Linked DNA regions of Zea mays: region 2 is linked to region 1. Evidence: chromatin contacts called from public Hi-C data. All regions are on one chromosome and are shown on one strand. Each heading gives the region's core, a stretch centred on a gene start, on an enhancer-like site or on the middle of the called end of the contact. The rest is flanking DNA. Distances are from core to core; before and after follow the strand shown.

What was found. Hi-C and Micro-C count contacts between places; a contact is called where the count stands out from the background.
Region 2: a Hi-C map of endosperm shows a contact between it and region 1, with 2.2 times the contacts expected there. The contact joins the promoter of LOC100217254 here to the promoter of LOC100283375 in region 1. A contact is called at or near these places in 8 of 25 Hi-C or Micro-C datasets (bundle sheath, ear, endosperm and 2 more).

The regions. Positions count from the first base shown.
Region 1 is chr9:147,641,362-147,645,679 of Zm-B73-REFERENCE-NAM-5.0, reverse strand. It overlaps LOC100283375, which reads left to right and starts at 2,199. Exons shown (of 1, transcript NM_001156276.2): 1 at 2,199-3,644. The coding sequence starts at 2,341. The coding sequence ends at 3,453.
Region 2 is chr9:147,847,846-147,852,163 of Zm-B73-REFERENCE-NAM-5.0, reverse strand. LOC100217254 reads right to left here and starts at 2,394. Exons shown (of 24, transcript NM_001362447.1): 1 at 2,239-2,394; 2 at 1,201-1,319; 3 at 693-772; 4 at 105-239. The coding sequence starts at 728.

The sequences.
Region 1 (4,318 bases), core at 950-3,449:
CGCGTGTGGGAGCGAGCAGAGCGGAGCTACCGAACGAGGACTCGCGGCGTCGCCATCGGCTCTCGGCCGGCCGACGCCAATGATCGGCGGCCTTCCCGTGGCGCGTGAGCGGCCGTCGTCTTCTTCTTCTTTTTACAAATGTGGGCGCGCGCTGGTGATCAGGTGATGTGATGCATGAGCTGGGAGCCGGAGCCCGGCGGAAGCGGAAGCTTCATTTGGACTGCGGAGGGACGTCAACTCAAAGTTAGGCCGGTTCCTACTCCAGTACTCCTCAGCATAGAATAGTTAAGTACTCCCTCCGTTTCTTTTTATTTGTCGCTGGATAGTGTAAAATTGCACTATCCAGCGACAAATAAAAAGAAACGGAGGGAGTAGCTTGCAAGTAGTAGGATATAAAGACTGTCTGACTGACTAAGATGGCTATCTTAACTTAATTTATTCATGACAGGGTAGGAGGACGGACTGTCAGTAAGCTCATGGATAGTGAGATGACAGGTAGGTGTTATGGTCGGGACGTTGAAGCAAAACTTACGGGCTCTGAAGAATGGAATATAGAGATGGTCAATCAACCACCCATCCGTGTGTCCAAAATTTCATATGCTTTGACCTTTATTTTGTTGTGCTACTTTAGACATATGTTTATAAATCCACTTCTCCGTATTTTTCATCGTCAGCCAACGATAGTGCGCATGTCCAATGATATATGGCCTTCATAATGTTACACGAGTCGTTTTCATATCTGAAAGCGCGTTATATCATCTTGCAAATTGATGTTGATTATATGTGTTAGAAAAGCATGTCATCTATACCACTGTATAATTCATCCGTTTAAACTTTACAAAAACACACCCAACCAAGTCACCCACAAACTCATAACCCCTACTAAATCCATCAAACAAATTACACCTGGACTCAACACATTATATGGTTGGGTAGAGATTCATCTTCCTCGATCTTGATATTCCAAGGATACGAGTACACATTTTACACAAGACCACTAACCGAAATAGTGGTGTTTGTATATATGCCACACACAGTAATAGAAATAATAACTCATACAATGGTTATGTAGAGAAGATATGGGGAACCGTGGAAACAAGAACACATAGTCTTGTGTTAGATTATAAGATGTAATATGTTGCGGTTCTCTTGCCGGTTTAGGAAGCATTGCCCTCCTTTATATAGTCTACAAGACAAGTTTTTTATATAATTTAGGAGTCATGGTAGGATTATAAAATAAAGTTGTAACAGGGTTTAGAGTTGGTAAGGGCTCGGATCAACAAGTCCTCCTCCATGGAAATGTTTGTTTTAATGGTCTTGTGCAACCTGAATGTACAGAAACCACAAGATCTTCAAGAATGCCTCTCCAACAATTGAAGGTTGCAAAGCAATATTCAAGCTTGAAATAACTTCGCTCTTCTGGCGTGTGAACAAGAAAGCTCTGCCTCTACTTTAAGAAAAGGGTGCAAAACCACATCTGATTTCCTACTCTACTCCAATTCTCTTACTTCCTACACTTCTTCGTCTCCTAATATGTGTGAAGGATTAGTTTTCAGAGTAACTTCCCTTACTTTTTGTTTGCGCCTCATGTTCTTATTTTGTAAGACTGTTGCTGGTTTGGAACCTTTTAAATTTGCAATAGGAGCTCAAACTCCTACTGTTTCAATTTTTTTAAAAAAGAGGTTCTAGCTTGACATGCCATAAATCATTGCCTGGCCCAAGCTGCCGTCCAAGCACTCCTTATATACATGTGCATGCTGGAGAAAAAAAGGGTAATTTTATGTCTCTGCTAAACTATTTGAAAATTTCTAGGATGTCTTTGTTTTAGAGACAGAGGGAGTAGCCAGTGGACACTAAGCAAGCACAGTGCTGAAAGTTCTCAGCAACAGCAGTCAGCAGATAACGGATAGACATAGAGAGGAGCACAGGGTAAGGATCCACCGGATCCGTCCCCGTGGACTTTCCCGTGCGTCGCGCGTGAACGAGATGGGTTTTGATTTCACGCCCTCTTCCAAAGTCCATTGCTTGCTTCTCGCGGGCGGGCGACCCCACCCGCACGACGTCGCGAATGACCCGTCTCCACTTGTCGGCCGTGACCACTTGGTCCTGCGCCCAACGCCCTTCCAAGTTCCAACACCTGTCCCGCCGCCCCCGCTATAAAAACCCGCGACGCCGGCCGAGGGCGCCCCAAGCCAACACGGTCACACGACTGCATAATTGTGCTCGCTCGCCGGGCCCCGGGACGTGACACATCGCACGGCCGAAGCAGCTTGCCGGCTGCCGCGTTTCGCCTCCCGCCTGCCGTGCCGCCCGTGACCGCGAGAAGGCCGGCAGCTTTGCATGAGGAGGAGGAGGATGGGGGCACTGCACGTCGTCGGCGAGCCCAGGATCAGCTTCCGCCAGCAGCCTGCAGCAGTCGTCGCGAAGAACGGCGGCCACGGCGCCGTCGTCGAGGAGATCCACGGCCTGATCCGCGTCTACAAGGACGGACACGTGGAGCGGCTCCCGGCGATCCCAGCCGTGCCCTGCACGTGGGGCGGCACGGCCCCGGACGCGCCGGGCGGCGTCGTCGCGAGGGACGTGGTGGTGGACCCCGCGACGGGGGTGTGGGCGCGGCTGTACGCGCCGACGTCGGCGGGGGACGGAGCCAGGCGCCCCGTCGTGGTGTACTTCCACGGCGGCGGGTTCTGCGTCGGGTCCGCGGCCTGGAGCTGCTACCACGAGTTCCTCGCCCAGCTCGCGGCGCGCGCGGGCTGCGCCGTGATGTCCGTGGACTACCGGCTGGCGCCCGAGCACCGCCTGCCGGCCGCGTTCGACGACGGGCTGGCCGCGGTGCGGTGGCTGCGGCACCAGGCCGCAGCGTCAGCGTCAGCGTCAGCGTGCTGCAACGACGACCTGTCGTGGTGGCGGGCCCGCTGCGGCTTTGACCGCGTGTTCCTCATGGGCGACAGCGCGGGCGCCAGCATCGCCTTGCACGTGGCCGCGAGGCTCGGGCAGGGCCAGCTTGGCGCGCTGCCCCCCTTGACCGTCAGGGGCGCCGTCCTGATCCAGCCATTCCTGGGCGGCGAGGGGCGTACCGCGTCCGAGAAGAACGTGGCGCAGCCGCCACGGTCGGCGCTGACGCTGGCCACCTCCGACTGCTACTGGCGGCTGGCGCTGCCGGCCGGAGCCAGCCGCGAGCACCCCTGGTGCAACCCGCTGTCGGGCCGCGCCGCGCCGCGCCTGGAGACCACTCCGCTGCCCCCGCTCCTGGTGTGCGTCTCGGAGACGGACATCCTGCGGGACCGCAACCTGGAGCTGTGCAGGGCGTTGCGCGAGGCGGGCAAGCGCGTGGAGCAGGCCGTGTACGGCGGCGTCGGGCACGCGTTCCAGGTGCTCCACAACTGCCACCTGTCCCAGCCGCGGACGCAGGAGATGCTCGCGCACATCAAGGCCTTCGTCAGCGCCAGGTAGCAGGCGCCGCAGCAGCAGCCGCCTCCTCCATTCGTCGTTGGTCCCTAACAAACAGACACTCGCCATGTTAATTAATCCACTACCTAATCCTAATCCAATCGAAGAGTAGATGCCGTGTAAGCAACCAGAACCAGCCTTGTGCAGTACTGTATCAGTAGTGTGTGACTTGGAGCAGAAAGCGTCCAATGCCCAGCCCGGGTTGTTGTTGTAGCGGTGTCGGAAAGCAAAAGCTTATCACTACACTACCCCGGTCGTCTGGCCGCTTCATATACATGTATGATCCGCCGTTCATTTCATTTCATCTTGTTAAGAAAGCCTGATGCTGTTTCTAACTCGTGGTGCTGCCGTCGTCTCCCAGCACACGGAATGTCCAGGGCGGGCAAATCATATGATTGCCTCCCGGCCGGGCGGTCCGGCGCTAGCTTTCTGCTTTTTCGCGGGCATCATGAAGTGAACAAACAAGTGTTTCTTTCCCTGTCTCCGTGTTCGGAAAGGCGATCTCTACCTACGATCATTAGGGGCTGTTCGTTTCGCAGGGAATGGAGAGGTGGAATAAATATGACTTGGATTCTTTCAATAATTACTATAAGTTTTGGAGATTTGGAATTAATCCTGGTCTGTTCCAGCAGAAACGAACAGACCCTTAGTAGGAGGCTAATAAAACTAAACGGTGGTTGCCTTGCCTGTGTTATTTTAGTGATACACAACTAACAATTTATCTAAAACAAAAGCGGTTCCTCCTCCTCCGATCCGATATAGGCGACAGCATAGAATCTGTGCGTGGTCTGCGTGCCATGATAGACAGATGCCTTGCGCCCTCAGCCATCGCACAAGATGCCCAAGCAAGGCAGCAGCAGCGACTTGG
Region 2 (4,318 bases), core at 1,145-3,644, 210 kb before region 1:
TTGAAAGGCCATTGGGAGAATGCCCTATGCATCTTTGTTTTTATGCACAACCAAGCATAGCTTCGTGAAAACACATTTTTTAACTGCAAGAGAATCCAACGGACCTGACAGCTTGGACAAGTTGTCGGTGAATTTTCACCAGCATCAGATTTATTAGTGATCTGAAAGTTAGAGTCTCCCGACCCACATCGGCAGACCTTGAGTTGACCGACATTCTCAGGGGGCTGTGATGATGATACCTGTCAAGAACATGAAACAAAGCAGGTTAAATTAATACTCAGAAAAATGCAACAATCCAAAGATGCAATACCTCTTGGAACTTCAGTTTAATTAAAAAGAAGAAAAGCGCATCCTTTTACATGAACAATTATGTGTATATACTGTTAGCAAAAACAATCTCAAGAGCAAATCAGAGAGAACAATGGTACCATTCCAGCAGAACAATTGACTATATGAATAAAATAACAGCCACTTTACCCATTGATCAACCAAACTGAGCTCTATCAACTTGCTTGGTATTGGAACATTACATTAATCCAGTAACATCTAAGTGAGACTCAGAATCAACTGAACTTCACTAACATTACATGGTAAAGTCCAATAAAAACTACTCATAAATTCACAAACAGGATCAGGACATGGAAAATATAGGTGAATTAAGAATGTAAGTGAAACATATGCCCCCTCCTTACTTGCTGGTAAGAAGTCCTGAATTCCGGAGCTGACATTTTCTGCTCTAGGTTGCTGACTTATCAATACCTCAGGATGATTTCTGTCCCACCAATAAGTACAGTGTTAATAACTATCATTTCATTAGATTTATTCTGTGCAGGAATAATAGAAAAGAAAGAAACTACCAGGTTCCAACAGGAAATCATGTTTCAGTGGTTTCCTGTTGGAACCTGGTAATATGGATGGGTTCTTTTAAATCTGATCTAGCTTTACAAATTCTTCAAGTAATCCTCCTCATGCAAAAAACTCCAATCCTCATGTTCACGATGAGAATTTTTTAAACAAAACTTTGGCTAAGCCATGATCATGCAGTGACTGAAAATGTGTGCATGAACTACCAGTTAGCCCAATTGCGGACCTACCAATCCTATGAATTTGTAGTACCATACAAATTATAGCTAAGCAAGAGCAACTCTGATGTGATCTTCTGAATTCCAATCTAATTTTTCACAGGAATAGGGAGGTTACCAGAAGACACTGAAGCATAAAGCTTATTTTAGTTCTTCATGGGTCAGCTTCGGATTCACTGGGTTGAATTGAGCATCCGCCATAAGTGTCAGCTTAAGTTTTTAATCCATTATTTGAACCTGGAGTACCATATAGCACAACATAGTCACAAAGAGAGCGAAATTAATAAAACTATGGAAATTCTTGTGGTCTTGTTCAATGTAACAGTATATACTTTTTAAAGAACAAAAACTATACTAGAAATGATAGGCTGATAGGAGTTGGAGTCCCAACATCATGAAGCCTGCAAATAATTGAACTTGGTTTCGGTAGTAGTTTGGGTGCTAAAACATTAACTTTGTAAATGATTCTTAACACAGAAGTAACTGCATAATTGTGTATATTCCCTCTTTCTTAAAAAAAATAAAACCGCATAACTTTGAAGCAGCGTTCCACTTATAAGCTTTGCTACGTCTCGCCTCTGACTACGATTCAGCCAAAATATTGTGCTTCTGAGAAGAGAGTTCAAGCTGCACGGCATCAAAGCACCTTTCTTAAATGACCCAACCTCTACTTAACAATCTTCAATAGGTTGGGAACACGATATCACCAATAAATTTTGCACAAAAATATAGACGAGTGAACAAGTTTACACTGCACATGACACGAACCCAGAATTGTTTTGAAAATCTTGTCGTTTCTGACAGCTAACAAAATCTCCTGGATCAAAAGCCACACCCGCAACGATCTGCATGAACTGGCACCCTACATCAATTGATCTAATGCCTCAATGAAACACGCAATGGGACACCCCCCCCCCCCCCCCCCCTCCCGCATTCAACAGCAACACGGCGGAGAAGGGTCCTCCGATGCACAAGTGGGTGTCACCCAAAACGAATGCAGCCTTCACAGCATCCTGAAGCCAGACGAGCGCCCGGCAACCACATTGCCTCATTTGCGCCTCGATCCCAAGTTCCCAACCTACCAAGGATTCCTCACACCACCCTGCGCAAGCGTAACGCGCACCGAGCGAAGAGCGGAGGCGGCAATGCGGCTCACCTGCTGGCACGGGGGCCCGGAATCTCACGTCGGCGCGCGCGGAACCAAACCTGCCACCTCCTCTTTCTCTCTTCTGTTCGCGCGCGCCCCTCTCGATCCCCTCCTTCCGTCTCCTCCTCCCCCGCCGCCGCTCCGGTCTCCCCGTTCTATTTTCTCTCGCCGCTGAGGCTCGTCCGCTCGTCCCTCACGCCCGCACTTTCTCCGGGAAATTCCGTGGCCCCGACGATCCCAGGGAAATACGTAGCCTAACCACCCGCCTCACTGCATCCTGGGACCGCGGCCTCCGGGCCCGACGTGTCAGAGAAACGGTCCGATTCACGTGGCGTTCTCCACGTTCGTTGCGCCACGAGCTAGAGCGGGCGCGCGGACCGGGTCAAGCGACTGGGTCCGTAGGATCTCGATGCTAGGCACGTGGCGGCAGATCAGGGGCTCTCACCCGGGGTGACATTTCTGTGCGGTCGGAGTGGGAAGCACGTAGAATGCCGTGGGGGATGGGCATGCAACCATGTACTACTTGCGTGACCCCACCTATTCTTGGTCTTGAGTTCTAATGCCACACTTTTCCCACCCGCTAGCTAATATGGCATTGTACATTTAAATATTTGATGTGACAGATACTAAATTTTAGTATGGTGAAACCAAATACCCTCGTATACACTATAGTACTAGGAGTATCCTATTACCTTTAGGTAGTGTTTGGTTGAAGAGCCAAGTAGAACGGAGCCGTTCTGTCCCAGATTTGTTGTTGTTTGGTTATAAAGTAACTAGAATGGAGTGGCTCCAATTAGGAAATATTCTCCTCAAATCCGGAACCATCAAACTCCAAAAAATCAATGGGACGGAGCCGCTCCGTTCCCAGCCCGCTCGCACAGCTCGCCCTCTCATCCGTGCGCAGCAGCTCGCGCGCCTCTCTCTGCAACCAAACAAAAAACAGAGCCACTCTGTTCCAGTTCACTCTGCAACCAAACAAAAAACAGAGTCACTCCGTTCCAGCTTACCAAACACAGAACAGAGCGGCTCCATTCCTAAAATCAGGAATAGAGCGACTCCGTTCTATTTGGCTCCTCAACCAAACACTACCTTAGTTAAAAGACGTTCCGGTTTCAGTCTCTCCCCGCGTTTCACGCGCTCTCGGCCGCGCGCGAGCCAACTCGTGGCCGCACACCACGGACCCGAAATTTTACTTCAAATCAACCAAATTGCAGCGTTGCGTCCGGTCTTCCTTTCCCAGCTCGGTCGACGCGTTCGCCACGGCTGCGCAGGCCTCCTCCTCCGCGGTCGGCTCCGCCTCCGATCCCCTCCCTTCTTCCACGATGCGAGCACACCCGCTCATCCTCTTCGTACCTGCGCCACCACCTCATCCTCTTCCTCGCCGCGCCGACACCCACCGCGCTCTCTCCCTCCCCGTGCAAGCGCCGCTACCCTGTTGTCGCGCCCGCACCTCCTTCCCCATCCGCACCCGCCGCGGCTCCTCCGGAGACGCTCCGGTTTCAGTCTCTCCCCGCGTTTCACGCGCTCTCGGCCGCGCGCGAGCCAACGCGTGGCCGCACACCACGGACCAGAAATTTTACTTCAAATCAACCAAATTGCAGTGTTGCGTCCGGTCTTCCTTTCCCAGCTCGGTCGACGCGTTCGCAACGGCTGCGCAGGCCTCCTCCTCCACGGTCGGCTCCGCCTCCGATCCCCTCCCTTCTTCCACGATGCGAGCACACCCGCTCATCCTCTTCGTACCTGCGCCACCACCTCATCCTCTTCCTCGCCGCGCCGACACCCACCGCGCTCTCTCCCTCCCCGTGCAGGCGCCGTTACCTGTTGCCGCGCCCGCACCTCCTTCCCCATCCGCGCCTGCCGCGGCTCCTCCGGCAGCTCCGCCACGCGCCCAACCGCAACCTGTCCGCACGTCCACCGCTGCCTGGTAGTATCTGTCAAATCAGCCACTTGTCCTCTTTTTCTTCAAATCAAGTCTGTTTCCCGTTCCTTTCTACCCTCTCCCTCGTCTCCGGGGGGGTGGCGGTGGCCTCACCTCCCTCTCCCCGTCGCCCTGATGGCTCCCTCCGCAGCTCTCGCTCCGGTAGCCTTC